6 separate regions of the Mus musculus genome follow, and all the other regions are linked to region 5. Evidence: chromatin contacts called from public Hi-C, HiChIP or PLAC-seq and promoter capture Hi-C data. All regions are on one chromosome and are shown on one strand. Each heading gives the region's core, a stretch centred on a gene start, on an enhancer-like site or on the middle of the called end of the contact. The rest is flanking DNA. Distances are from core to core; before and after follow the strand shown. Region 1 holds the start of 1700003D09Rik (RIKEN cDNA 1700003D09 gene). Region 2 has its middle 16 kb from the start of Tns4. Region 3 holds the start of Smarce1 (SWI/SNF related, matrix associated, actin dependent regulator of chromatin, subfamily e, member 1). Region 4 has its middle 27 kb from the start of Ccr7. Region 5 holds the start of Rapgefl1 (Rap guanine nucleotide exchange factor (GEF)-like 1). Region 6 holds the start of Mien1 (migration and invasion enhancer 1).

Region 1 (3,674 bases), core at 705-3,204, 480 kb before region 5:
AGATGGGAGATGAATGAAAGCGACTCCCTCAGGAAGGAGAAGGGGGCCCTGAGTCACATGACCGGACCCTCAAGGAACAACATCAATTTCCCGAATTCCGGAATAACTCTGGAGACCAGTTCTGGGCCTCTTGAGAGTATAGGATCTCATTCTGCAATCCAGGTTGGCCCGAATCTTAACAGTGCACCTCAATCTTAATCAATGACCTTGAATTCAAAGCAATCCTCCTGCTTCAGCCTCCTGATGGCTGCATTTTTAGTGTAAGCCTCCACACCCAGCTTCCCAGAAGGTATTATCTAAGGTAATCTACACCGATCTTCTTACATAATATTTCCTTTGGAAAAGTGCCCATGAACTAAGTTACAATCACGGGGACAGAAGTCCAGGCCAGTGTTCTGCCCGTTATGCAGCAATGGATGTCTCAGAAGCTCAACCTCAAGCCATCAGAGAGCACCAGAGGGGCACTCAGCCTATGTATGTATGCCCTCTCTTTCAGTGGGGCAGAAGCCTACTTGTGGCCGGGGTCTGGAGGGGCCCTGGGAGCGCCCACCTCCTCTGGATGAGCCCCAGAGAGATGGAAACTCTGAGGACCAAGTGGAAGGCAGAGCAACACTAAGTGGTGAGCTTTGGAGTGTGGGCTGGGGAGGTGGGTGGGAACCTCATGGGCCAAGCCTGGCCTTGAGTCCTCTTTATTTGTCTTTCAGAGCCTGGAGAGGAACCTCAGCATCCCAGCCCCCCCTGAGCCTGGCACATAAGCTCAGAGCCCTGTATCTCCCAGGAGGAAGTGTTCCCCAGAAACCCACTCTGTCCCCACCCTCCTTTGTACCCTGTCTTTCACCTGCTAGGGCTGCGGCTTCTGACTTTTAGAAGACTAAGGCTGGTCTCTGTTTGCTTTGGCTGAAGCCCAGAGTCCCCAATGCCTTTCCCTGCCAGTCATTCTTCTATTTACCCGGTGGGAGTAGGGAGGTGAGAGAGCCCACACTGGAAACCCCAGAAGGCCATAAACAACCATTTATTCTCCACAAGTCCCCTCCCTCTCCAGATTCTCTCCCCTGGGCACAGGAGACCCACAGGGCAGGTCCTAAGATCTGGGGAAAGGAGGTACTGAGAGCCTACAGGTGCCCTGAGATCTCCTCCTTCCCCTACCAGTGGTGGGCGTTGAGTCCCCAACCCTCTCATAGACTTCAACCAGGGCTCAGGTCTCACGCATTCTTTGCAGAGCCTCAACATGTCCCTCCCTTAGTATCCCATTCCTGCTGGGTGCCTGCAAGATGGACTGGCAGAGGCTGCTTGCTGCGTTTTGTTTGTGCTTTGGTGCCAGGAATGCACTTACTATCTGTCCTTAGGGGGCCACACAGTGGGGGGAGCCTGGTTCTCCTTGTCCTCCAGCAACTTGGTTCCCTTCCCCTTCTTCCCTTACTCTAGGCCTGAACCCCTCCTACGCTGTAATAAATCTTTGTAAATAATTGTCCTGAGACTCCTCTTTCAGGGGAGGGAGGAGAGACCGGGAAGTAATGGTATGTTCTGACAGGAAAAATGGTGGTTATCTTAGGGTCAGGATCTTGCCTCTCGTGTCCAGCCCTTCCCAGGAAGGAGCCTTTCCTGCAGGCTATACGCATGGCAGACATACTAGCTCCTGAGGGAGATGGCTAAAAGCCAGGGGAGAACAAAGGTCCTTTAAATATGTGTGATGGATGTGGTGCTGCGCGTCAGTAATCTCAGAACTTGGAAGGCTGAGTTCGTGGCCAACCTGAGAACGTCTCAAAAACGAAAAATGGATTTCTCCAAGGGACTTGTGCTCACAAATCGGCCCTCACACAGTTCCCCTTCACTCCACAGTGTCAGGCCTGTATGATCTAATAACCAAGACACCCTGGGGTTTTATCCCTTGCTCCTGCACGGTCTTACACAGTTTAACTTCGGTTGTGGCTCCGCTTCCGGACCTCGTCTCCGAGAGAGGGGCGGACCGGGGCGGAGCTTCAGGGTCACACGAATCCCGATTGGCTTTGGGGGCGGGCTCGGGGGGGCGGGTTGGCTTTGGGGGCGGGCTCGGGGGGGACGGGCTCAGCGGCGGAAGTAGCGCCGCCGGGAGCTCTCCTTCCGCTCTGAGGAGTTGCCAGGCCGTGGAGCGGGACTGCGGCTGAGGCAGGAAGAGTGGGGGCCGTGGTGACATGAAGCAGGTGGGTTGTGCGGCGGTCGCAGGCACCGGGCGGTGGTACAAGAGCTGTCTCTACCCGACGGATCCCGCTTTCCTGCCCGGTGTCCGTCTTTGGTTCGGTCCGACCCAGCCCACACCCCTCGCGCTCCGGGTTCCGCCCCCTTCCTCTCCACTCGCTGCTGCGCGCGCAGGGCTGGGGAGGGGGTGTCTTGGTCTTTACCCGAGAGGGTCCGGAGGACGTCTGCGGCCGCTTTCCTAAGCCTTCTTTATAGTAAGAGGAGAGGCAAGGAGTCGGTATCTAAGTATTATGGGGGACAGAATTGGGTGTGGGAAGGGGCCAGACTCAGGGAAAAACATACTAATCGGCTGCCTCTCTGCCACCCGCTGTTTCCCACAACTTCCGTTGGAAACATCCACGCATAGCTTCCCAACGATATCAGAAAGAAGGCTCTTTAAACTCTTCTCAGAAGTGCTTGCTACTGTTGGCTTTCATTCCTGACATACTTCCACCCTTTGACTCCCCAATATTTCCTGATTTTTCCTCTTACCTCTCTGACAAGAGGGCAGAAGAATCTCTTTACGTTCACGCTGGCCCAACCCGCCTCACTGTGCATTGATCCTGGATGGCCTCATCCACTGTTGTCGCATCAAGTTCACGTTCACTGAATATTCAGATGGACGATAGCAGCACATCCCCTTCCTGGGCTCCAAATTAGCTGCCTGTCAATTATGCCTATGGGATACCTTCACTTTGGGATGATCTCACAGGTTTCAAACGTGAGCTGATCTTTTCTCTGTAAATTTATCCTTCCACTCTTGTCTTATCCAGGAGAAAAACTCCGGAATTGCCTTAACATCTTTTAACCCTGTTTGCTCAGAGGTGCCAGTATAGCTAACTCCCTGAACCTTCTCTGTCACTACCCTTGTTGACGTGTCTCTGGACATTTCCAGCAGCTTGTGGTCCTAATTGCTTGCAGGCAAGTCTTCAGAATCTAGCTCTTGCAGACTTTTATATCACGAGTCTGGTTATGTCACTTGCTTGCTTCCCATTGCCTGTGGGGAAACGACTGTGTGCTTGTTTACTGTAAGATGTGCCTGGCTCACATAGGGTTCTTCGTGTATATAGCAGCACCTCTTTCCTCTCTGATCTGCTGGGCCTCCTCCTGATGTATCCTTCAGGAGTCCTGCTCAGAGAGCACCATCTCCACACTGCCCACCTCCATCTCAAAGGCTGGCCGCCCTGCCCATCTGTGTCCTCTGAACACTCTTAGTGTCATAGCTGACATATAGACCCATGCACCAGCCTGCTTGAGTTTTGATATTGTTTTGAGACCTTGATGAAGTCAGTATCTTCCTTTCCTCTTTTGGAAGATGGAGATAGTAATGTGCCTACCTTGTATAGATGTGAGAATGAATGAAGTACTGTGTAGTGTATGCATCAAGGGACCAGGCCTATGAGTGCCTAATGAACACACGTTAGTTAGCATGTCCTGTGTAAGAGCACTCTGGCTTGCTG
Region 2 (3,340 bases), core at 510-3,009, 270 kb after region 5:
TTAGGCCTTTACAAAAATGATTTTTTTTTAAAAAAAGATGGATCTTGCTAAGTTGTCTACACTGGCTTTGAATCTTCAATTCTCCACCCACCTGTCAATTAGCTGGATTATGGGGCACACTGTGATCCCCAGCCGGAGTCATACTGAGGTTGAAATGAAATGGACCTGGGATTAAGACGTCTACTAATAAAGGAAAGCACTCAGTCTTAGAAAGAAAGCCATTTGTCCTAAGTCATGCTGGCAGAGTGCATATCCACCCCAGTGTTCATGAAGCACGGACTTAACGCTCAGAGGAGTGGAGAGGCCTGAGGGATTTCAAGCTGGGCAGGACACAACAAGATGTGTGTTTTGGGAATTGTTGTTTGTTTTGTTTTCCAAATCAGGGTTTCTCTGTGTAGCCCTAGCCGGACCAGAACTTCGTCTCTGTAGACCATAGAGATCCGCCTGCCTTGGCCTCACGAGTGTTGGATTAAAAGTATACACCACAGCTGGACGTGGTGGCGCACGCCTTTAATCCCAGCACTTGGGAGGCAGAGGCAGGCGGATTTCTGAGTTCGAGGCCAGCCTGGTCTACAAAGTGAGTTCCAGGACAGCCAGGGCTACACAGAGAAACCCTGTCTCGAAAAACAAAACAAAACAAACAAACAAACAAACAAAAGTATACACTACCATGCCTGCCCGTGTTTGGGAACATTTTTCTTGGCTGTATCGGAGCTGGGGGAGTGATGGGTAAAGTGTTTGAGAAATAGTAGCTTTAAAAATGTCACAGGGCCAGAGACTTGGCTCAGCGGTTAAGAGCACTAGCTAGCTGCCCTTCTAGAGGACCTGAGTTTGATCTCCAGCACCGGCATGGTGACTTACAACCATCTATGACTCCAGCCTTAGGGGATCTGATGTCGTCTGCTGTCCTCCAAGGGCATCAGCACCTATGTGACACACTGACGTATATGCAGGGGAAATACATATACACACATAAAAAAAATTAAGAAAATTGAAAAAAGCTTATTCTAAATTGTGTGCGTGTATGTCTGTGTTTGTGTGTGTGTGTGTGTGCCTGTGTGTCTGTGTTTGTGTGTGTGTTTGCGCGTGTGTGCTGGGTTGTACACATTTAAGTGCGGATGCCTGTGGAGGGCTAGAGAGAGAGCATCATTATCTCTTGGAGTGGAGATACAGTAGTAGTGAGTGCTGGGAACCAAACTCAGGTCCTTCCTAAGAGCAGGACATAGTCTTAACTCCTGAGCCACCTCCGAAGCTCAGTGGTTCTCAGCCTTCCCAATGCTGATCCTCATGTTGTGGTGACACACACCCCACCCCCCAAGCATAAAATGATTCCGTTGTTACTTCATAAGTGTAACTTTGCTGTTATGAATCATAAGGTAAATATCTGATATGCAGGATGTCTGATGCTCGACCCCTGTGCAACCCACAGGTTGAGAGCCGCTGCTTTGTTGGCTTCTGTGCTGGGTACAAAGGCTGGCAGTCACTCATGGCCAGGGCTGCAGATGGTGGCTTGAAGCCTGTTGAGACACTGATGCTTGTGAAGTCAGAGGCATAGAGGATGATCCTCTTTACACAACTGCTGTGCCCTCCGGGCATAACACAGTGCCCGGCACCCAGACCTGCTCAATCAATGCTTGTTTAACAGCTCTCTCATATTTTCAAATACCAATGATTAAGAGAATCATTGGTGAATGAATTGCCTACCCCACCCAGACGGGAAAGTGTGGCTTTGATCAGGTTCTTCCGTTTCTGAGAAAACCACCATTTCCTGTGGCTTTGATCTGAAGCCCTGATTCTCAACTGTCCCGCCCCAGCCAACAGCTCTAGCTTACCATTTCCTGTTTTCTGACCATCTTATCTCTCTCTCCAGCAAATGATCCTTGGCTTTCTCTTTCTAGGTGACTCCTTCTAGGCAGCCCCCCTCCCAGCACTCCCCCCCCTGTGCCCCCACACCTCTAGCTCTTCCTCTCAGTGTCTCTGGGACAAGAGAGATGATTAACTAGATTAAAGGTGCAAGGCCTTCCTGGGTCTGGCTCTAAGCCTCCTGCAGGCAGAGGTCAGGACTGGGGCTGGGTCTTGATCCACATCCTGCAGGAGGGTGTTAGGGATAGAGGTTTGATGGAGACAGAACAACCAGGAATGTGTATAATCTCAGACTGTGATGGAGCTTGGAGCTTGGAGAGAAAGTTACATTTCAGACTTTGGAATATCAGGGAGGAGTCCCCCAGACTAACAAAAACAGACCAACCAACAAACAAGAAACCCCGAAGACAGTAGGTGTTAGCTCTGCAAAGAGGGATATGGAGGAGCGTGCAGGTGGTAGCAACTGCACGTGCAAAGGTCCTGGGGTAGGTAGGAGAAGTGGTAGCCTCTTAAGGGCTGAACGAACACTTAGTGTAACCTACATCACAAATGGTGAAATGAGGCTAAGGAGGTAGCCTAGGGCTAGCCCTTGAGCACCAGGCTAGACACTTGGCTTTATCCCTAGATCAGTGAGAAGCCACAGAACATCTGAATAGGCATTGATGTGACCCTGTGTTTTGAAAGGCCCTGCGTGGCTACCAGACAACAGGGCAAAGGGTCAAATGAAGAGGGAGATCCAAGGTTGTAGCTGCTCAGAGGCAGCAGAGGCAGGATGGTGGTGATGGAGGAGGAGTTCTAGGCACATGATTTTTGTCTGGAGATCATGTTGTCAGTGGGCACCCTCAGGTGTCTGCCCTAGGGAGCCGGAGAGCTTCGCTGGACTTTGCCTCCCACTGGGTGAGCCAGACAGGCTGAAAGGGCAAAGTCCCGAGGTATGTTCAGGTAACACGTGCAGAAGACACATGCAGCTGTACAAACTGGGACCCTGGGAAAGCCTCCATCAAGGTCTCCCCCACCACTTGTGTTTACAGCATTTTTGATGCTAAGGATCTTTGTAACTCCTAGGGCATGCTCCCCCACGTCCTAGCAAAGACCCATTCCTTTTAAAGCCTCAGGCAGTCCTGAGCTGAGGGTTGCTCCTGGAGGGGTCGATGGGGCCAGTGAGAGGGGCGTCCAGACCTGGTCTCCTCTTCCTGCCTCTGACTCAGGTTCTTGCAAGTTCATTCCTCTGTAACCTGATTACTCACGGAGCCTCCACCCTTCCCACACAGGCCCGCACCCTTCCCTGGAGGAGGGGTGGATAGAGGAACCCTGAGGTTGTGGGAGCATAAACCTAACAGCCGCCGCACCCCCTAAGCTCCAACCCCAGAGTAAGGTCTGAGTCTCCCCTTCCGGGTGGAAGCTCTCCAGGGTTACAGAAGCTTCTTGGCTTTGGGCCTGAATCTGCTAGGAGCCCAGCAGGAGTGTGGAGGCCTTG
Region 3 (3,311 bases), core at 30-2,529, 390 kb after region 5:
CCTGGGACGCAACTCTGTATTTATTGAATTAATTACCTTACTGGTCAGGCTTATAACACAGTCTTACTCACTAGTCACAACGACCCTACCCGATGCGTATGACTGTCCCCATTTTACAAAGGAAGAAAACAGTCTCGGGGCGATTAAGTGTCTAAGGCCAGAGACCCGGAATTGTCAGAGATGGGTTTAAACCCAACCCACACCGTCTCAGACTTCACTCCAGGCCACCCCGGGAATCCTTAAGTCGCTGCCTGAACCAAATAAAAAATAAAAATAAACAAAGGGGGGGGGGGACGACCACCTTCGTGGTGGGTGAGGATCCCCGCTGGCCTTGCCCAGAGGGTTTCCGGAGATCCTTTCCCTGGAGTTTTGTGGCGGGCGGAGGGCGAGCTTTTCTGGAAACTCCCCTGCAGGGGGTTGTGCATTGGTGCTCACCGGCGTCGGGAGTCCCGCGGAAAGGGACTACCGGCGCCTCCGAGGAGCTGTTCCGGACGGGGTTGCCCCGCCGCCGCTAGGCCTCACCGAGGCCGCACCGGCTCTAGCTCCCGCCTCGCAGCCGAGGCCGAACCCCAGCACCCCGCGGGAGCTCGGGGTCCCGCCAAGCAGAAACACCACCGCTCGCCACCCTTCCCCGACCGGGTTGGGCCCACTGGGAAACACTCACCCGCGGGCCGAGCAGGCGCCCGCAGCTCCGGCTTCGCTTCCCTTTGTCCCGCGCTCGCCCCGCCCCTCGCGCCGGAGCTTCCGCGCTCGCACTTTCCACACGCTCCCGGGAATTGTCTGCCGGCCGCGGCCGGCTCCCGGCAGACGAACAGCCCTTCCAGTGAGCACGCGGCGAGGCTTAGGGCGCCAAGGATTTTTAAAAAAAATTTCGTCAGGCTCCTGGGTTTCCTCAGAAGTCTTCCAATTTGGATCCCGTCCCAGTCGGGCGCCGATTCGTCACGGCGAGGAGGGCGGAGAAGGCTGGGCCGCGTTGCGGGCCCTGGTTCGCGGCCCGGCGGCAGGAACTGCGCAGACTGCGCGCCCGGGGCTTCACTGAGGCGGTGGGCGCCGCCGCGTGAGGCGGGCGCCGGAGGGGAAAGGCTCGCCGGAGCCTCTCCCGGGAGAGGGTGGGACGCAGTTCCCACACACCATGCACTCTGGCTTTTCCCTTCGCTCTGGTCTTCAGTCCTCCGCTGATGGACGTATGAATGGAGAAGATGGAGAATGTAGGCGGGGAGGACCCGGGTCGCTGCGTTTAGGTCCTTGCTGGCGCCCAGCGGGGCTCCCCTGCCTCCGCCTAAGCGAAAAGCAACACGGGAGTTTTGTAGTTTTCCCAGATGTTTCTAGAGGTCGAGTGATGGCGGCGGGTTTCTGCGCCTAGGGTCCTCAGATGTCAGCTCACTCCTTCCAGCTGGCATACCTGTGACAATTCACATCCCTTCCCAGGAGGGCCAGTTCAGCTCAGCCTCGCTTGTCTTTAAACAGTTCAGTGTTTCTTTGTGATGCCCTCCTGGAACTTTCCCAAGCCGGTCCTGTATCTGATACCCTCTATATGGGATTGGGCCATCTGCTATCTTGGAAAGTCTTGAAAACAAAGTTTTAGGCATCTGGACCGGACAATTTCATAATTACCAATGATTTCTAAGGGCTAGACATGTAATTGTTCAGTGAGTGTGCGTGGAGCCACCTTTCTGGACCATTCCAGGGCTATTTTTTTTTTAAACTAATTAACGAATACTTTGGCGGATTATACAAAGTAGAGAACACTTGGCTAGTGTGGGTCACGTCACGGTGGAGGAAAAATGAACAGAGCATCTGTGGTTATCTAAGGTCAATGTTAGCATCTAGAGAAACTGGCTGAATGCTGGGACTACCTGTTGGCCCTTATCCTGGTTGTGACAACAGGAAGTGAGGTATCTTTAGAAGTGATAAGTGATAATACTGTCCAGTTCTTCCATCGCCCAATATTTTCATACTCTGGTGAAATTATCGAAATGAACCGGTATTGTAAGGAAAGACTAAAGGAGAGGTTTGTTTTGTTTTGTTTTCAGATGAATGCATAGCATAAGGGAATGATCTGAAAATGTTTTTTTTTTAACACAAAGAGCATAGAGAAGGTGAATGTAGGATCCACACAATTACAGCAGGGATCCAGTGGCTTCTTCCTCTGCCCAGTAATTCCAGCCTTGTTACTTCCCGGTCTTAGCAAGGACTATGGAATGGTGGAAAAGGGGGTACAGGCACAGTGCTCCGGAGCATGTGTGCACGCGCATGCATGCTGCAAGGTGCCATTCCCAGCTGGGCAGTTAGTTCTCTGAAACTCAGCGGTGTCTGCATGCTGTGGTGGGAAAGGGCTGGCACAAAATTGGCTTAAAAAAGGGGAATTGATTGAGTTCTAAGTGGACAGCGGCATGGCATTCTTTCTTGTTCTTTTTACTTCTGTGAGGCGCTAGGGATTGAATCCAGGGTCCCGAACAGGTCCTGCAGCACTTTTCTTTCCTTTCCTTTTTTCTTTTTTTTTTGGTTTTCCGAGACAGGGTTTCTTTGTGTAGCCCTGGCTGTCCTGGAACTCATTCTGTAGACCAGGCTGTCCTCGAACTCAGAAATCTGCCTGCCTCTGCCTCCCGAGTGCTGGGATTAAAGGCGTACGCCACCACACCCGGCCTGCAGCACTTTTCAAATAATGCTGTCTACTATTATATCTCCCCAGAATTATAGGATTTTATAATTATGGTTATGATGCGTGTGTGTGTGTGTGTGTGTGTGTGTGTGTGTGTGTTTGTAGGATCTTACTACGTAGTTCAGGCTGGTCTGGAACTCAAAATCTTTCCTCTGCCTTCCACGAGCTGGGATCGCAGGTGTGTACTGTCAGCACCTAGCTGGATTTTAAAACTTAATCCTTAATTTATCTTGGAAACCAAGTTAAACCCTTCATCTCCTATCACTGGAGCTGTCTTCCTCAAGTGATTTAGCTTTGTTTGGCTTAACCATGCACAGACATCTTTGAAATAGGAGAACCCAAATACAAGGAAGCCTTAGAGTTCATGTTTAAATTTTTTTTTATTATGGTGGCATCATTTACTTTGGTAAATTCATATTCTGATTTTAAAATGCCTCAAAGCAAACAAAACTCATTTACAAATTCAAGTACTGCATGTTACACACAGAATAGCCACACAGTGGAACTTCTCTAGCAAGCTGTTAATTCACAATGCCCAGTCCCAACACTGCAGTAGATTGCACTAAATGTATCGCTTTATCGTAATTGTTGTTGCATAATGCAGTAACCAGTACAATGGCTAATATGATTGCAGTCAAAGCTTTAATAA
Region 4 (3,280 bases), core at 373-2,872, 290 kb after region 5:
GCTACTCCATTTCTGGTGTCAGGCCTAGACACAGTGAAGGGAAGGAGTCTTCAGGAGACAAGTGTGTCACAGTTTCTAAGTGTGTGTGTGTGAGAGGGGTTAGTTCTAAAATAGGGATGGGGGAGATTTTTTCTGTTTGGTGATCAGGCAGTGTTGCTCAGGGTGGAGTATAGGAGTTGGGCAGGGGGCTCATCTGAGTCAGGACTTCCCCAGGGTGAGCCAGCAGCCAGCAGGGAGGACACAGGTCACCGGGAGTCACAGGACTCCCATGACCAGCCAGGAGGCAGGAAAGTACAGGCCTGGAGAGTCTGTGGTGGAAAGGGGTGGAGAGGTGAGTTGGGGGCCCACCAGGAAGGCCTGGAATGTTGAGATAAGGGCATGGAAATCGGGAGTCATGCCTGCTCTCCAGGCAGTGAGGTCCAGGAGAGTGGGTGCTTATGGGAGTAAGAAACAAGAAATGGGGGAGGAAGCTGTGAAGATGGAGACTGAGAAATGGGGGTTGAGGGGGTGGGAGAGGCAAGCAGAGGGGAAGGAGAAGGGACAGGATGGGGCCTTGACCAGACCTGCTGTTCACTCCTGGGTTCCCTAGGCCTTCATCTAGCAGCCCTTTACCATAGGGTTCGCCTGCTTGGGGCCCAGCTCCCTACAGCCCTGCATGCAGGGAGAAGTCTTATCTCCCCTTTCTCGGCTTTGTTCTCCTTCCAGGAAGGAAGTGGCTCTGGAGGCCTGTGGGTGGGACATTCCTTGGCTTTGCTTACTGTTCCCAGATTTTTCACGATTCCTGGTGACAGAGCTGGCATCTCTAACCAGCCTTGGAGAGGGGCAAAATCCTCAGGAACATGCTGAACCCCAGGGAAGCCAGAGCCCTGTCTTTCAGCTACCCCAGCCCCCTGGGTGCAAAAGCCACCTGCAGAGGGCAAAGCCTGGGCTTAAGAACAAGCTGGGGGCACAGGGATCGGGAAGAGAGGAAAGAGCCCTGCACAGGTTATGAAGTGCCATCAATGAGGCTGTGCCTGTAAGGAAGGAAAACTGACCTTGGAGGAGGTGACATTTGTAATGGCCCCGTGACATCGGTTTCTACTGGCTGGGGTGGTAAGAAGAAATCGGGAGAAGGAATTGGAAAGTAGGGGAGACCCAGGGCTTCTTAGGGGAACATGAATTGGTGCAGGTTTTAGCTGCTAGGTAGGAAGTCAAGGGGACCCTGGGACGTAGTGGGGTCCAATGAAGGAAAGTTAGGATAAGAGCCTTGAACTTCACTGAGCAGACCCTCTAGCTTCTTAAGGCTTCTGGTTAGGGGTGAAGCTGTACCAGAAACTCCTCTGTATTTAGAACACGTCTCCCAGCTGCCTCTGTCCTGACATGGGATCCTTCAGACTTTAGGGCATTTCCAGAAGTTGATCTAGGGGCTGCCTTGCAATTGCACAGACCACATCGAAAGGCCAGAAGACTTGGGGACAGGAAGGTGCCACTCTGCTCTCAAGAATCAGTTCAGGTTCACCCAAAAGGCCTGTGGTCGTGGGAAGCATCAGGCTAGCATGGAAAGAGAACCAGGGAGGCTGGGGCTCGGCCCACTTCTCGGGCTGGGACCTGGGCGTATGAGTAAGCACCTCTGGCCCTTGGTTTCCTCAGCGTGTGACATGGCCGACAGCGTTGTCTGTGGTAAAATGAGGTCACTGCTTTGGTCTACTCACAGTCGTGTTTAATAAATATTAGTTTCCCTCAAATTGGGACTGGCATGGGTGGGGAATGAGGGTGGGTCAGTGATCCGTGCTGCAGATAGCTCAGCTGGGGACAGTGTTAGGGAGGCGACTTGGATCCTTCAGACTTGGCCCTGTACTGTCTGGGCGGAGTGATGTTCCTTCTCGGGCCTCCCTGTCCCTTCCTGCTCCTTTGATATCAAGAGGGCCACTTAAGGCCCCAGTGTCTGTGCCATTCTTCCTGTTTGAACAGCAAGTGCCACCCAACCGACCTGGCAGGGGTTATCTGGCTCTAGAGGCTGTGGGTCCCTAGGAGAGTTGGACTTGGCACAGGGTAGCAAGGGAGGTTGGAGGGAGGGCCTCAAGCCCAGGCTGGCCCAGCACTAGGGCAGACATCCAGGCCACCAGCAGGTGCTCCCTGGCTAATTTGCTATCTCCCTTTCTTTCGCTGGCTTTCCTGGTACTAGAGTCAACAAGAGCTTGTAGGACAAAACTCACTTGCCAAAGTATGTGAGAAGCGGGTGTCGGGGGTGCCCCTCTGGCTCCTCTGCTGTTCTTGGAAGGAGGCTGAGCAGACTCTTGGCCTCCTGTCTCCAGACTTGGCAGGTGGCAGTGGTACCAGACCCGTCTTGGTCCTAAATCTGGCCCTGCATCTCATGAGCTGGGTGATATTGTGTGTGGTATTAATTTCTTCCAGCCTCAGTTTCTTCCAGCTTACAGGTTCCTTGGCTGTAAAATAGGAATAATGTCATCAGTATTGGGAGAATTAAATTGCTAATAGTTGCAGAGTTAACATAGTGGCCAACACAAATCAGGAGCCTTGGAAGCATCGGTCTTCCTCCCTCCCTTGTTCCCAGATCCCTTCTTATCCCTCCCTCCCTCCCTCCCTCCCTCCCTCCCTCCCTCCCTCCCTCCCTCCCTCCCTCCCTCCCTCCCTCCCTCCCTCCCTTCTCTCTTTCTTTCCAGTCGCAACTCTGAGATGGGAGACCTGTTGGCAGGTACAGGAAGCCCCTCTCTTCATAGAACCCCTCTGGACCTCCAGGCCAGGAGACCGAGTATGGAGTTGGCGACCTGACTCCTGGGTGCAGACTTTTAATCTAGGGATGATGTTCATTGTAGCACGACCACTTCTGGGCACAGGCTCTTCTGTAACACTTGTCCTTGAGCTTCACTGAGGCTAAGACAAACAGGTTGGCCAGCTGGAAGAGGAGGAGGTTGGAAACTAGCTGGCCTGGGCCTTTTCCCTTTCCTGGGACTAGTGTCTTCTATCAAAACTCAACAGTGTGGATGGCCCGGCTCACTCTGCCAGCCAATTCAGGAAGAGCCAGAAGCTAATTCACACTCAAATGTTAATAGCAATAAATGAATCAATGATAGTCACCCCCAGGGGTGTTGATGGCTGTTAATGACTTTCAGGTTCTGCTGGCTGCTTTCAGAACAGCTCAATTCCCCTGAGCTACATCTGTCTTGGGCTTAGTCATTTAGCACTCTCAGCCCTCAGCTTCAAAGGCTGGGAGCTCAGGGAGGCTGGCTCTGGAAGAGTATGGGGTCCAAAGAGGGGGTCTAAAACTCTGATAACCAGA
Region 5 (3,470 bases), core at 319-2,818:
CAATTCCAAAAAGCTCCCATGCGGTTTCAGTGTGTAGCCAGAACGGAAGCCACTGCTGCTCCAGGAGGACCACAAATTAATGCTTCCTTTGCTTCTGATTCAAGGTCTTGAATGTAGTGACTGCCACTTTCTGTAACTGGAAGGGTCTAGAGTCCGATTCCCCAAGCATTTAGTTTCTAGAAGTCTCTCGGTCCCTTTTTATTTCCAGCTCCCACACCCTTCACACTCCCCAATTTTTCACCCTTCCTAACCGACAATCCCAAATCCTGCCCAGAGAAGAGGTTACCAAGGCAACCGGCTTAATCTGGTAACTGTGGCATGTGCAGAAGAGAAGCCCTCCCCTCTTCTTGGTTCCTAAAAGGTTACCTGGGGAGCTCTAAGCCACTCTGGCCAGTTCCTACTTCCAACCTTAAGAGAGGCCGAGTGTCCAATTAAGGCTGTCCAGGAAACCAATGCTCAGATCCAGCTTCATAGCAAAATCGGAGCTTTTTTTTTTCTTTTTCTTTTTCTTTTTCTTTTTTTTTTTTTTTTTGTTCCCTCTCCAAATCCCCAGATGGGTGTGCAGAGCTTTATTTCTGTGAACACATGCTCTAGCACACATGGAACTGAGTTTGCACCGACAGCAACACAAGTGTAGTACACACCCTGTCAGTTTCACCACTCCCAGCTCTTAGCATTCCTGTCCATCCATGCCTTGCTGAGGCACAGTAAACAGGGGTGGGACTTTGCCCAAGGAACACCAGCCCACCAGGAACCCGGTGCCACTCCTTCACCATGTATACCAAGCCTGGATGTGTTCACACTGTCTCTACAGCCCCATCCTAGTGGAGTGTACCCTGGGAGACAGAATGCTCTGGCGTAGCCACCAGGAGTAAGGGCAATATTTCTCCCATTCTATGGCTATATACACTAATGTGCTAGGTGATGGATGATAGTTGGCAGTTTGGGGACTTACACATCTCTTCAGTCTTGCTTCCCTTCGCTACCACCTGGGCTAAGATGCCCTTGTGCTTTTGGTCGTCTCTTTCAGTCTACTATCTCTTTTCACCCCAATTAGACCTGCCACAACCTGCTGGCCTCTGCCTGGCTCTTTCCTACTTGCCAGTACTTGCCTTACAGGGCGGCCCTGCACCACCCCCTAAACCCTATCAGAAAGGAATATGGGTACCGCCCCCAGTGCCAATACCAGTTTACCCAAGACGCCGTCCCAGCCCTTCTCAACAGGTGGAAGATAATGACCAAATAAAATTGTGGGAAAGATGCAAAGAGTTCAGCAGTCTTTATAAGCCTCACCTGTGCACAGGTAGGCGTGCCAAGGTCAAACATATGCCCTGGTTATTTGAAATGCTCAAAAGAGACCCGGTAATCAAGAGCCAGGAGTCCTCTGCTTTGGTAGATCTCTCCCTCGCCTTTGCCCTTCTGCGACTGTCAGAAACCCAAGTCCTAATTTTCCTCGCGGTCAGCGCCAGAGCCCAAGTTCAAGCCTCGCGCGGCCGGGCGGGGGCGGGCCTAAGCAGGGTAGGGGCGGGGACTGGAGGAGGGGGCGCGGTCTCAATTCTGCCACCTTCCCCGGGGCCAGGAGCGCAGCCGCCGCCGCGTCCTCAGCCTTGCGCTCCGCCCGCTGCCTCTGTCGCCTCAGCCCGGCCCCGGAGCGCTGAGACGGGGACACCAGCCCCTCAGCCTGCCAACCCTTCGGCCGCAGCCGGCATGGGGGGCCGCTGAGAGCGAGCTCCTCTTCCCTCTGGCACCTCCCCCGGCCACTGGCCACTGGACTCTGGCCAGCGAGGCTCGGCCACCTCTCGCTCGCAGTCCGACGCCTGGCACGGCCCTCGGCTCTGCTCCCCCGGCTCTGAGCATCGTGTCCCCGCCTCCCCCCGCCCGCGCCTGGGACACCTGGGTCCCCCGGCGGCCCCTAAGAGAGGGGCGGGGGGGGGGGCATGAAGCCACTGGAGAAATTTTTGAAGAAGCAGACGTCTCAGCTGGCGGGGCGAGCGGTGACTGGAGGTCCCGGCGGGGGTCCGGGTTGCTGCGGAGGGCCTGGAGGGGGTGGGGGCCCTGGTGGGGGCGGCGGTCCGGCCGGGGGACTGCGGCCACTGCAGCGGCGTCAGAGCGTGTCTCGCCTGCTGCTCCCAGCTTTCCTCCGAGAGCCCCCAACCGAGCCCGGGCTGGAGCCGCCCGTTGAGGAGGAAGGGGGAGAGCCATTAGGGGTCTCTGAGGAGCCGGGCAGTGGGGGGCCCTGTTGGCTGCAGCTAGAGGAGGTTCCCGGGCCTGGGCCGATAGGATCTGGGGTGCCCCTGCGCTCTCCTTCCTCGTACTCCTCAGATGAGCTATCCCCCGGCGAACCCCTGGCTTCACCACCCTGGGCCCCCCTGGGCGCCCCCGAGCGGCCAGAGCATCTTCTGAACCGGGTTCTGGAGCGCCTGGCTGGAGGGACCACCAGGGACAGCAGCGCCTCAGGTAAGCCTGCTCATCCATCCCAGAGCAAGAGAGCACGGGGTTGGGGGTGGGAGGTGAGGGATTGGCCCGGGGGATGCTCCCTGATTGTTTTTTCTTGTCCTCAGTGTTGGTGTAGAGGATGAGGGGAAGCCCGAAGTAATGTAGGGGAAGGGGCATGGTAATGCGCACCCACCTTCCTCCCCACATTAGCTTCATTCTAGGGGAAGAAGGGAAACCATCTCTCTCCTTCAACTACCCTCCCTCTCTCTCGGCTATTTAAGCCAGTCTCCCACGAGCCCTTGATACTGCCTACCTCCTCCCACGCCCCTAAATTAGGGCCTGACACCCTAAGGTGGACGCTTTCCCGCTGAGGTTGTACGCTGCCCTCCAGACCATAGCTGAGGCCTGAAAACCGCTGACAGGAGTCCCTGGCTGTGTAGGAGCGCCTCACTTGGTGGGGCCATGTGGATAGTCACAGAACTCGGCTGCTTTTATTGGGGATGAATTCGAAGGTCTCTAAGGGAAGATACCAGGAGACTGCAGCATCCAGAAGGCTTTGGGCCTCCGTAGCACCCACCCTTCCCATGCCATGCCTCAGCAGAGGGCCTTTTTTAAAAAAATAATAACCACACCCTGAGAAGCCTGAGATGATGCCATTTCACCCACTATGAGAATGCCAGCACCCTATTAAAGGGCTTCTGAGGAACGTAGGCCCCCACATCGCTAGTTGGAATAGATGTAGAGATATCAGGGTCTTTAGATCTAACTAGGCACTCCACTAAACCCAGAAGGGGCTTAGGGTTGAGAGACCAAGCTTGAGACCCTAAAGAGGAGGGTGTTAGGAGTTACCCTTCCTTCTCTGCAAGGCATTCTGGCTCTAGGAGTGGAGTGTCACCCTCTACTCCATTTTTGTCCTGAAGGTCGGGGTCCCCTCTTTTGGCTCAGGCTGCAGTTGCCCTGGGGAGCTGACACCTTTTGGATTTAATTAGAAAAATATCAGACACACACAGCTCTCTTAACCATAACTTCCCGCC
Region 6 (3,482 bases), core at 698-3,197, 400 kb before region 5:
CCACTAGGACTGAGGCACGTGCATCCCAAGAGGGGGACAGCACTTGCACCCAGACTGGTCTTTGTACAGAGTTTATTTTGTTCTGTTTTTACTTTTGTTTTTTGTTTTTTTTTTAAAGATGAAATAAGGATACAGTGGGAGAGTGGGTGTTATATGAAAGTCGGGGGGTGCTGTCCCCTTTCTCCATTTGCAATGAGATTTGTAAAATAACTGGACCCCAGCCTATGTCTGAGAGTGGTCCCGGGCCGGGTCAAACCGTATTGCTCATCTGACACACAGCTCCTCCTGGAGTGAGTGTGTAGAGATCTTCCAAAAGTTTGAGACAATTTGGCTTTGGGCTTGAGGGACTGGGGAGTTAGGATTCCTTCTGAAGGCCCTTTGGCAACAGGGTCATTCTCCGTTGGACACACTCATACCAAGGCTACCCCCAGAATACTCCGTTGGACACACTCATTCCAAGGCTACCCCCAGAATGAAGTCCTGTCCTCCCAGTGGGAGAGGGGAGCTTGTGGAGAGCATTGCCATGTGACTTGTTTTCCTTGCCTTAGAAAGAAGTATCCATCCAGGAAAACCCCACCCACTAGGTGTTAGTCCCACCCACTAGGTGTTAGCAGGGCCAGACTGACCTGTGTGCCCCCCGCACAGGCTGGACATAAACACACGCCAGTTGACACAAGCATTTGTAATTACTCTTTATTGCCAAGAGCCGACACTGCCCAGGATTCAGGGAAAATAAGTTATAGCAACCGTGGCATCTGAAAGGTATTGCCACGCTGGGGAGAGGACCAAACTGCAGAGGGCACAGATCCCGGGAGAGCGATGGTGATGTTCACAGAGAACATCTCTTTTCTGCCTTTGGCCACAGAAATGTCTAGTCCCTCCTTGTGCCCTAAGAGGCAAAGTGAAGTCAGGGTCTTAGTTACCTAGGGCCAAGTGAGGGGCTAAAGGTAGAGGGATTCCTAGCGTAACCACAAGGAAAGGTTTAAACCCCAGAACCAAGCTTCCAAGAATCATTTCTTAGTCACAGGATGACACAGGGAGGCCGGCTGTTGGTGATCTTTTCTACAGGTTCTCCATTGCTGGCTCTTCGGATGGCTTCCATGAGCTAGCGGACAGAGACATGGGCGAGTGTCATGCACAGGAGAGGAGGGTGTGTCTCGTCTCAGCCACCCTCCCGAGGTACATTAAATACTCACGTCTTTCTCATAAGGAAACCCTCCATTCTCCAGCTTGGAGAACACCAGCTGTCCATTGATCTCAATCTCGAAGGCCCCTGGTAGGAAATAAATGCAAGAACGAACTAAGAACAACAGGCAGAAGTTCAGGGAGGTCCTTGGCACCACCTCGAGTCCAAGCAAGACTGTTCATGGCCTCGGCAGACACCGATCCTGAAGCCATTCAGCCCCAAACCCCAAAGTCCTCACCCGTGCGTCTTTCCAATACGCCATTAAGAGTTCCTTCACTCCAAACCCACAGTAGGCATTTTTGCTATGTGTCAGACCCTACTAGGGGCTTTATATACAACAGCCAATGTCAGCTCTAGAATGTAGGGAGAGCTGGAGTTTTATCACATGGACTGACTCAGCAGGTGCTCTGCGGACCTCACCTGTCCCCCCGAGTCGCGACTCAATCTCAATGCCCGGATACTCCTCCTTCACAGCGCTCGCCAGCTCCAGGTAGGTCGCCTCAAAGCCGCAGGGTTTACTGGGGAGAAGAGACGTGGAGTGAGCTGGGGTTCCGGGGGTGGGGCCTCCCGTGGATCCACCCCCATCTTGCGGGCGAGCACAAGAGGCTCCTTTTCAACCCGAGTGGCTTACCAGTACTCCACCACGATGTGGACTCCACTGCCTGCTTCCACCTCCCCGGGAGGGGGCACTACGGACACCGGCGCTGGCTCCCCACTCATTGCTGCCCGCTCCGCTGCAGGGCTGCTTCCGGGTGTGACGCCACGCCAAAGTCACGTGGGGGGCGTGTCCGTGGGCGTGTCCGGACCTCGCTTTGCGTCGGGGCGCCCTCTGCCGTCAGCAGGTACTGCTACATCTTGATCCAGCTGCAGAGCGAATATCCTGGACCAGCACTGATCCTGGGTTCTGAGAGCTCATTGGCATCCAATGCTCACAGTCATGGATTTGCTTACTAACGAACTGCCTGTGATCACAAAGCTATTTTCCATTTACAAAAGACAGAGAAAATGGGGCAGGCGGCCGAGGTAGCTGATGGTCTGTGATTGGTGTTGCTATTTACCTCTCGAACGATGATAGCGTTTGAAACCACACCATACTGCTTTTCTTTCGAGTTCTTTTTTTTTTAACTTTTAAGAATATTTTAATTACGTATATATGTGTATAAGTGTGAATTTATGCATGCGAGGGCATCTTTAAAACTTACTACATTTATTTATTAATTTGTGGACGAGTGTGTATTGGAGGTGGGGGCCATGCCATAGCATGCTTTTGAAGGTCAGAGTACAGCAACTTTCGGCCTCCTCCATCTTATCATGTGGGTCCCAGGGATTGAACTCAGAGTATCAGATTCTGTCTCAAAGGTCTGTCTCTTACAGGTCAAGCGTCTTCATCAGCCCAGAACTCTAGTTCTTTTGACTCTGAAGTGCTGACCCCCACTTTATGCACACTCCTCATCCCTGCCTCTTGCTAGAGGGCTAGTGTCATTGAACTCAGTTTGTAATTCTGGAACTGCAGCCTGGGTCCTCCCTGTCTCTTCCTTCCCTGAAGCACCACTACAGTATCGTAACAAGTCACCCATTCTGGTGTCCCTTGAAACTGTTCATTGTTGGGTCGGTCTGTGTTTGCTGAGTTCTGACGTCATCCCATCTAGTTATAGGATATTTCAATGGATCTAAGAAGGCCTTTCCTGTTTGCTTGCAGCTTCCAACTCCAGCCCCAAGCAATCGCTGCTCTGCTCTCTAAACTTTTCTGGACATTTCACATAAATGGACTCTTGCAGCATGTGACGTTTGCTCTGTTGTATCAGAGCAAGCCTCCATCCAGTGCTGTGTCCCAGGCGTTCCTTTCTATTGATGAATACTATTTCATTCTGTTGTATAGAAAAAGCACAGATTATTTGTCTATTAACATTAATCTGGGTTTCTTTGGGTTGTTTGTTTTGAGTAAATGTCTTGTAGATGCCTTTGTATGGATGTGTTGCCATTTCTCTTAAGTTCCTTAGAGTAAAATTAAAACTACTGGGCTGCGAGAAATTTATATTTAACTCTTTATGGATTGCCTACCTGCTTTTGTTTTTGTTTTTTGTTTTTGTTTTTTTTTTTCTAAGCAGCTGTAGCATTTTACACCACCAAAAGGGCACAAGGAGTTGTTTCTTCATAGCCACCACAAATACTGGTTGCCTGTCTCTTTGATGATATTACTTTTTTTTTTTTAGATTAAATTTATTTATTTATTTTATGTATATATGAGTAGACTGCAGCTGTACTGATAGTTGTGAGCCATCATGTGGTTGCTGGG

The links. Promoter capture Hi-C pulls out the DNA fragments that hold promoters and counts their contacts. A called contact is a pair of places that touch in the nucleus more often than the background predicts. HiChIP or PLAC-seq counts read pairs in DNA pulled down with a chosen protein or histone mark.
Region 1: a FOXA1 HiChIP or PLAC-seq map of pancreatic cancer cells shows a contact between it and region 5. The contact joins the promoter of 1700003D09Rik here to the promoter of Rapgefl1 in region 5. A contact is called at or near these places in 4 of 39 promoter capture datasets (embryonic stem cells, hippocampal neurons, liver and 1 more) and 2 of 115 datasets of contacts at active chromatin or transcription factors (large pre-B cells and pancreatic cancer cells).
Region 2: a Hi-C map of regulatory T cells shows a contact between it and region 5, with 4 times the contacts expected there. The contact joins the enhancer-like site here to the promoter of Rapgefl1 in region 5. A contact is called at or near these places in 2 of 39 promoter capture datasets (cranial neural crest and stem cell-derived epiblast-like cells), 1 of 484 Hi-C or Micro-C datasets (regulatory T cells), 3 of 115 datasets of contacts at active chromatin or transcription factors (the NIH/3T3 cell line, embryonic stem cells and pancreatic cancer cells) and 1 of 9 other capture datasets (pancreatic islet).
Region 3: a contact with region 5 is called in a promoter capture Hi-C map of pre-B cells, with 5 times the contacts expected there. The contact joins the promoter of Smarce1 here to the promoter of Rapgefl1 in region 5. A contact is called at or near these places in 7 of 39 promoter capture datasets (the 3T3-L1 cell line, cranial neural crest, frontonasal cranial neural crest and 4 more), 1 of 484 Hi-C or Micro-C datasets (embryonic stem cells) and 2 of 115 datasets of contacts at active chromatin or transcription factors (embryonic limb bud and pancreatic cancer cells).
Region 4: a contact with region 5 is called in an HNF4G HiChIP or PLAC-seq map of pancreatic cancer cells. The contact joins the enhancer-like site here to the promoter of Rapgefl1 in region 5. A contact is called at or near these places in 1 of 39 promoter capture datasets (stem cell-derived epiblast-like cells), 2 of 484 Hi-C or Micro-C datasets (the G1E-ER4 cell line and embryonic stem cells), 2 of 115 datasets of contacts at active chromatin or transcription factors (embryonic stem cells and pancreatic cancer cells) and 1 of 9 other capture datasets (pancreatic islet).
Region 6: a contact with region 5 is called in a FOXA1 HiChIP or PLAC-seq map of pancreatic cancer cells. The contact joins the promoter of Mien1 here to the promoter of Rapgefl1 in region 5. A contact is called at or near these places in 1 of 39 promoter capture datasets (pre-B cells) and 1 of 115 datasets of contacts at active chromatin or transcription factors (pancreatic cancer cells).

What each region holds. Positions count from the first base shown.
Region 1 is chr11:98,356,329-98,360,002 of GRCm38.p6, forward strand. It overlaps 1700003D09Rik (RIKEN cDNA 1700003D09 gene), which reads right to left and starts at 1,955. Exons shown (of 3, transcript NR_045477.1): 1 at 1,909-1,955. Ppp1r1b (protein phosphatase 1, regulatory inhibitor subunit 1B) reads left to right here. Exons shown (of 7, transcript NM_144828.2): 6 at 497-619; 7 at 705-1,468. The coding sequence ends at 742. Stard3 (START domain containing 3) reads left to right here and starts at 2,040. Exons shown (of 15, transcript NM_021547.3): 1 at 2,040-2,180.
Region 2 is chr11:99,103,417-99,106,756 of GRCm38.p6, forward strand. No RefSeq gene overlaps it. Among named protein-coding and RNA genes, the nearest start is that of Tns4, 16 kb to the left of the region's middle. Within about 2 kb of position 1,760, at least 140 of the 459 cell types and tissues checked have an H3K27ac peak or open chromatin away from gene starts, as enhancers often do. A contact at or near this core is called in the NIH/3T3 cell line, pancreatic cancer cells and regulatory T cells, where this site is marked.
Region 3 is chr11:99,229,738-99,233,048 of GRCm38.p6, forward strand. Smarce1 (SWI/SNF related, matrix associated, actin dependent regulator of chromatin, subfamily e, member 1) reads right to left here and starts at 1,280. Exons shown (of 11, transcript NM_020618.4): 1 at 665-1,280. Krt222 (keratin 222) reads right to left here. Exons shown (of 6, transcript NM_172946.3): 6 at 3,024-3,311.
Region 4 is chr11:99,126,354-99,129,633 of GRCm38.p6, forward strand. No RefSeq gene overlaps it. Among named protein-coding and RNA genes, the nearest start is that of Ccr7, 27 kb to the right of the region's middle. Within about 2 kb of position 1,623, at least 81 of the 459 cell types and tissues checked have an H3K27ac peak or open chromatin away from gene starts, as enhancers often do. A contact at or near this core is called in pancreatic cancer cells, where this site is marked.
Region 5 is chr11:98,835,217-98,838,686 of GRCm38.p6, forward strand. Rapgefl1 (Rap guanine nucleotide exchange factor (GEF)-like 1) reads left to right here and starts at 1,569. Exons shown (of 15, transcript NM_001080925.1): 1 at 1,569-2,457. The coding sequence starts at 1,938.
Region 6 is chr11:98,437,041-98,440,522 of GRCm38.p6, forward strand. Mien1 (migration and invasion enhancer 1) reads right to left here and starts at 1,948. Exons shown (of 4, transcript NM_025559.2): 1 at 1,818-1,948; 2 at 1,607-1,704; 3 at 1,197-1,273; 4 at 668-1,105. The coding sequence starts at 1,906. The coding sequence ends at 1,022. It overlaps Erbb2 (erb-b2 receptor tyrosine kinase 2), which reads left to right. Exons shown (of 27, transcript NM_001003817.1): 27 at 1-676.